Linked DNA regions of Mus musculus: region 2 is linked to region 1. The links are chromatin contacts, called in public targeted proximity ligation maps. All regions are on one chromosome and are shown on one strand. The core of a region is the stretch at or near the end of the contact, and the rest is flanking DNA. Distances in the headings are between cores, read along the strand shown.

The links.
Region 2: a targeted proximity ligation map of pancreatic cancer cells shows a contact between it and region 1. A contact is called at or near these places in 2 of 39 promoter capture datasets (both in liver), 1 of 130 datasets of targeted methods (pancreatic cancer cells) and 2 of 9 other capture datasets (adipose tissue and pancreatic islet).

What each region holds. Positions count from the first base shown.
Region 1 is chr19:3,850,461-3,853,142 of GRCm38.p6, reverse strand. Chka (choline kinase alpha) reads right to left here and starts at 1,370. Exons shown (of 12, transcript NM_001271496.1): 1 at 730-1,370. The coding sequence starts at 1,067. Gm51271 (predicted gene, 51271) reads left to right here and starts at 2,327; the gene lies at 2,327-2,376.
Region 2 is chr19:4,081,175-4,083,856 of GRCm38.p6, reverse strand. Cabp2 (calcium binding protein 2) reads right to left here and starts at 1,369. Exons shown (of 6, transcript NM_001160253.1): 1 at 990-1,369. The coding sequence starts at 1,151.

The DNA of each region.
Region 1 (2,682 bases), core at 121-2,620:
TACTACAAGGAAAAGTTCCCCGGGGATTTTTCCTCCCTCTTTTTCTTTTTCTTTTCTTTTTTTTTTTTTTTTTTTTTTTGTTTGTTTGTTTTTTCGAGACAGGGTTTCTCTGTGTAGCCCTGGCTGTCCTGGAACTCACTCTGTAGACCAGGCTGGCCTTGAACTCAGAAATCCGCCTGCCTCTGCCTGCGGAGTGCTGGGATTAAAGGCTTGCGCCACCACGCCCGGCTCCTCCCTCTTTTTCTAAAGCCCAGCCACAACATCCCTTTTTCTTTTCTTTCTTTTCTTTTCTTTCCTTTTTTTTTTTTTTTTTTTTTCGTTTTTCGAGACAGGGTTTCTCTCTGTAGAGCTGGCTGTTTTGGAACTCACTTTGTAGACCAGGCTGGCCTCGAACTCAGAAATCCGCCTGCTTCTGCTTCCCGAGTGCTGGGAACAACATCCCTTTTTTCATTCAAGGCCCTCGCAGAGAAACGGCTTCCTAGACACATCTATTTTGAGCTTTGGTACAGAATGTGCTTGTATAACTACATAGTATTGTTCTTCCGCAAGGGACGGCAACCCAGCACACATTTTCTCAAAGCTCGCCCGCAGGCGGCCTTCCGCGCTGCGGGGTTTGTGCTCCGGACACCGGCGCGGCGATCACCTCTACCCAAGCCGCCGCCCCGCCCCGCCCTCCAGCCTCACCCCCCACCGCCCCCACCACCACCGCGCGGTGCCGCAGCCACTGACCTGATGACACTGATGTGGAACTGGTCCTCGCGAAGGCCTCGCCAGGCTCCGGGCAGGAATTCCTTACACCACAGGTAGGCCCTGCGCCTGGTCCGGGGCTCGGGTTGTTCGTCCGCTAGCGGCGGTGATGGCGGCGGGGGCAGCGGCAGGGGCGGCGGCGGCGGCGGCGGCAGCGCGAGAGGTTGGGTTCGGCCACCAAGCTGCTTGGACTCCAGCTCGCCTGCGGCGTCCCGCTGCTGCCCTACGCCGGGCGTCGGGGCAGCGTTGCCACCGCAGCTCAGCAGCAGCCCGAGAGGCGACGGCTCGGCCTCGCCCCCGGTGCAGAACTTGGTTTTCATGCTGGACAAGCGGCCGAGAAGGCGCGGGCGGCCACAGCACGAGAGGGCCACACTCAGGGTCCGGCTGGATGCCCGCCTCTGGGGGCCGGCGCGGGGAATGGCTCGCCGGCTTCACTGACCGGCCGGGCGGCGGTTGTGGGAGCGCGCGGGGAGGCGACGTCGGCGACGGCGGGGAGAGGCAGCAATGGACGTCAGGCAGCAGTAACGAGAGACGAGCGCGGGAGGCTGACGGCAGGCGACTGCTATAGGGGGCCGCGGCGCTCGCTCCTTTACAGCGCTGCACGCGGAGAGCCCAGCGTCACCGCCCGCCCCCGCGCTCGCCGCTGATTGGACGCTTTGGCGCATCACAACCGCCGCCACCCTCGCCACGCCGCTTTCCCATTGGCTGCGGCACAGCCCCTCCTAGGCTCAGGCGGTGAGTCCACGATGAGGGAGGGGTCGGCGCACCGGGGGCGGGGCCTTGTCTAGGGGTCGCGAGGGTCCTGTAAAGGCTATCTCAATTGCCTGCACTCACAAGGTGGCGCCTTTGCGGACTCGAGCCTCTTAGGGCAGGAGAGGCGAGGCTTCTGCAGCTTTGGCAGACCCTAGAGTGGATGTTGAAAGGGAAACTTTCCTTAGACGCCCCCAGGTCTGAAAGTGATGATTTGAAAGGCCCCGGGGACTTTGCAGGAAAATGGTGTCTGGAGGCTGGCTGCTCTTTCCGCGTGACCTTAGGGCAAGGCAGCTCCCAAAGGAGCTCTGTGGGTGTGTTTTTACAACATTTCCGAGGCCCTGTTCGAGATGCTTCCATGCCCAATACAACTCCTGGCCGGAGGCGTTATCCATCTGCAGGTCTAATATCAAAAAGAGATTGGGTCAAGGCCACACACCCACTTGCCAGCTGGCTGCGCTCTCCGCTCAGAGAGAAGCCTCCCCCTCTACGTGCCTGCAGCCTCAGTTTCCCTGTCCGTGGTGCTGAGGATGTCAGCTAGATTCTCAGGACATCTTCCTAACAGACTGGCCTCAACGGCCTCCAGAATTGCCGGCCAAAGGTGCTTGGTTCGCGATTCCTGGCTTTGTGGATGCTGTCATCTGCCCCCCCCCTCTTCCGGGCTGTCCAGTCGCGTGACCATGACTAATGTACCTTTGCCCTAGGGCATGGAAGGGGGCCAAGGCCCCTATGCTGTATGCCCACACATTGCCTCATTCTTTGGTCTCATCATTCAGTCCTTCCAGGAAGTAATTGAGGCTACAAAGAATATAAAACTACAGGTCTGTGTTGTGGGGTATAGCTAGAAAGAGAGATTTCTTTCTAGCTATACCCCAGCATGCAGAAAATGGCTTCTTTGTGGGTTTTCACAGTCTGCTGGAAGCCAAAAACTCTTCAAAAAGAGTAGGTAGGTACTTATCTGGACTTACTCCCCCAAAAGTGATCTTACTGAACAAAAGAGTGCAAATAATCTGTGCATAATGGCACATGCTTTTAATCCCAGCACTTGAGAGGCACAGAGGCAGAGGCCAGATCTCTATGGGCTGAAGACCAGCCTAGTCTACACAGTAAGTTTCAGGACAGCCCAAGTTCCATAGTGAGACTGTCTGGGGAGTGGGGGGGGGGGGGCGGGGGAAGGAGTGCAAA
Region 2 (2,682 bases), core at 120-2,619, 230 kb before region 1:
AGGAGGAGAACAAGACCTGACCTCTAGCTCTGGTCAGCCGGGTTAAAGCTGAGAGAGTCAGGCCTGCACAGAATGCGTAGCTGGCCTATCAGTTTAGCAGGGGAGCACACAGATATCCCTCCATCTCCTCTGGAGCCAATCTCTCATCCAGCCCAGTACCCCAGGTCTCTGGGTACTACCTGCCCAGTGCATTGGCCACCCAGGTTTCTGGCCTTATGTCTCTCCCCTTCACCTTCCTACCTTAGACCCCCGGTGCCATGGCGTCTTGGCACAGTTCCCCATGGGTCTCTGAACCATGCCAGGCCCGGAGTCCTGGGAGGATGCTGTGGATTCTGCCAGCCCCCTGCTGTTTCCAGGGACAGCCTGGGAGCACTGGAGAGGATTTTCCTGGGGTTTTGTGGGCAAGATCAGGAGCGGGTGGGCAGGCGGGGAGCCCTGGGCCCGGGGCTTGGGCCCTAATCCAATCCGGGATTATCTCTGAGTATCTCTGTGAGTGTGTGTGTGGGTTTACTCAGAGCAAAGGCCCCCTGGAAGGCACAGTCTCCCAGCTCTTCCCTCGGGAGGGTCTTCTGATCAGCCCCCCCTCCAATCAGCCCCTCTCTCAGCCTTACACTAATCTCCCCCAATCAGCACCTTCAGAAGCAGGCTTGGATCCCTCCAGAAGAAGTAGGCACCCAGTGCTTGGATTCCCAGTTCTCCCAATGTGTCAACTGGGAGCTGGGAGATGAAGTCCTCAGGGAGAGAGAGAGCCTGCTTGCTTTTATCTTGGCCCATTCTGGAGTTCCTGTGCACCCCTATCAAAACCCTGTATCCATTCAGGGCTTGTCATGGTGCATGAAGGGCTCCCTCAGCATCAACAGAGATGGCAGGCGGATCCCCTAACTTCTCCTGACCACTCTGGTCACCTGTATGTGGACTTGGTTCTAGGTGTGTTTTATAGCCAGCTGGGATTTGGGGTCCTTTAGAAAAGAACATTTCCTGCCCCTTACCTGTCCGTAGGCAGCCTGCACCTGGGCTTCCAGCTCACGGAGAAGGGCCCTTCTGCGAGTAGTGGGGCTGGCTAGGTCTTGGCTGGGTCCTGCAGTGCCTGAGGATGGACTGGAGTCTCCTTCAGGGAGGCTGCCATCTGTTGGGCCCTCCGGTAGGGCCATGGATGTAGGTGTGGTACGTTTTCTGTTCCAGCTGGGTCTCCTCCACCTGTAGGTCGGTGGCTCAGTGCAAGCTGTGGCTATGTTTTTGTTTCTAGCTCTGGGGGTTAGAAGAGCCCGAGTCCTCTAAGGTCACTGTCTTCTTCCATTGCTGCTCCCATAATCCATCTTTGAAATCTTCACCTACCTCCTAGAGTGCTTCCCAACCTTCACAGGACCACAGACTCCACCCTGGGGCTCCTCGCTGATCCAGGTGGCCAGGCTCCCACGCTGGCTGGCCTCCTTCAGTCCCATATCCTGCCTGCACTTCTCTGGTTCGTGGTCCTAACACATTCTTCCTGCTCCGTATCCTGCTTGCTCTCCATCTGCTTTGGCTTGGCCTATGCTATGTCTTGGTAGACCAGTACTCTCAGGACCCTCAGGCCCTCTCAGTCTCTCTGTTCCCCTCAGTTTCTCTCTGTGCCTTAACCTCTCTCTGTCCCCCTCAACCCCTCTCTGTCTTTGTCTCTCTGTCTGTCTCTCTATCTCTTTCTCTCTGTCTCTGTCTTCCTGTTTGTCTCTGTGTCTTTGTGTCTCTCTGCCCTTTCTGTGTGTCTCTCTGTGTCTCTGTTTCTCTGCCCCTGTCTGTTTGTCTGTATGTCTCTGTCTGTCTGTCTCTCTATTTGTCTCTGTCTGTCTGTCTGTCTGTCTCTGTCTTTGTCTTCCTGTCTCTCTCAGTCTCTGTGTCTCTCTGTATCTCTGTTTCCCTGTCTCTGCTTCTCTGTCTCTGTCTGTCTGTCTGTCTCTCTGTGTGTGCTTGTCTGTCCATCTATCTGTCTCTCTGCCCTTTCACTGTTTTACAGGGGCTCTTTCTCGGTTTGCTCTACCTGTTTGCCCTTTCCACCCCTCCACCATTCTCTTTCCCAGGACAGCTCCAAGATTCTGGAAAAGTATGCCACCTGCTCCTCTCTTCCCCATCTGGAGTCCCAGGATACCTCTGTTTCCACCTCTGCTTCCCCACCTCCTGGGTGAACCACCCCCCTGACCTGTAAGCTCTTCTCAAGGAACAAGAATAAAGGTGCCACACAGACCCTTGCCCCTTGCCACACTGCAGCCACTCACCACACAGCAGCTTACTCTCACTTCCAGAATGAGGTCAGCTGTGGCCTGCTGGCCTGTCGTGGGCCCCTCATGATTTATTCACATGCCCTCTGCACCAGCCTTTGTCCCAGGGAACCAGATCCCATGCCATGTCTGCCATCTGAGCTAGTGACTCTATCATCGATTCAGTGACTAGCTTGCAAACATCAAGGACGGGAGGGAGAGTGGGGAGAGAGGCAGGGCCTATATCTCCCTTGGTAGAGTGCTTGCCTAGCATACAGAAAGACTCTGAGCTCAACACAGTACAGAAAAAAAAAAAACTGGACAAAGTGTTGTACACCTGTAAAATACCCAGAGGTAGAAGTATCAAAATTCAAGGTTATCCTTGGCTACATAGTAAGTTCCAGTCCAGTCTGGATTATAAGAAACCCCAGGGTGGTTTCTAGTCCCAGGC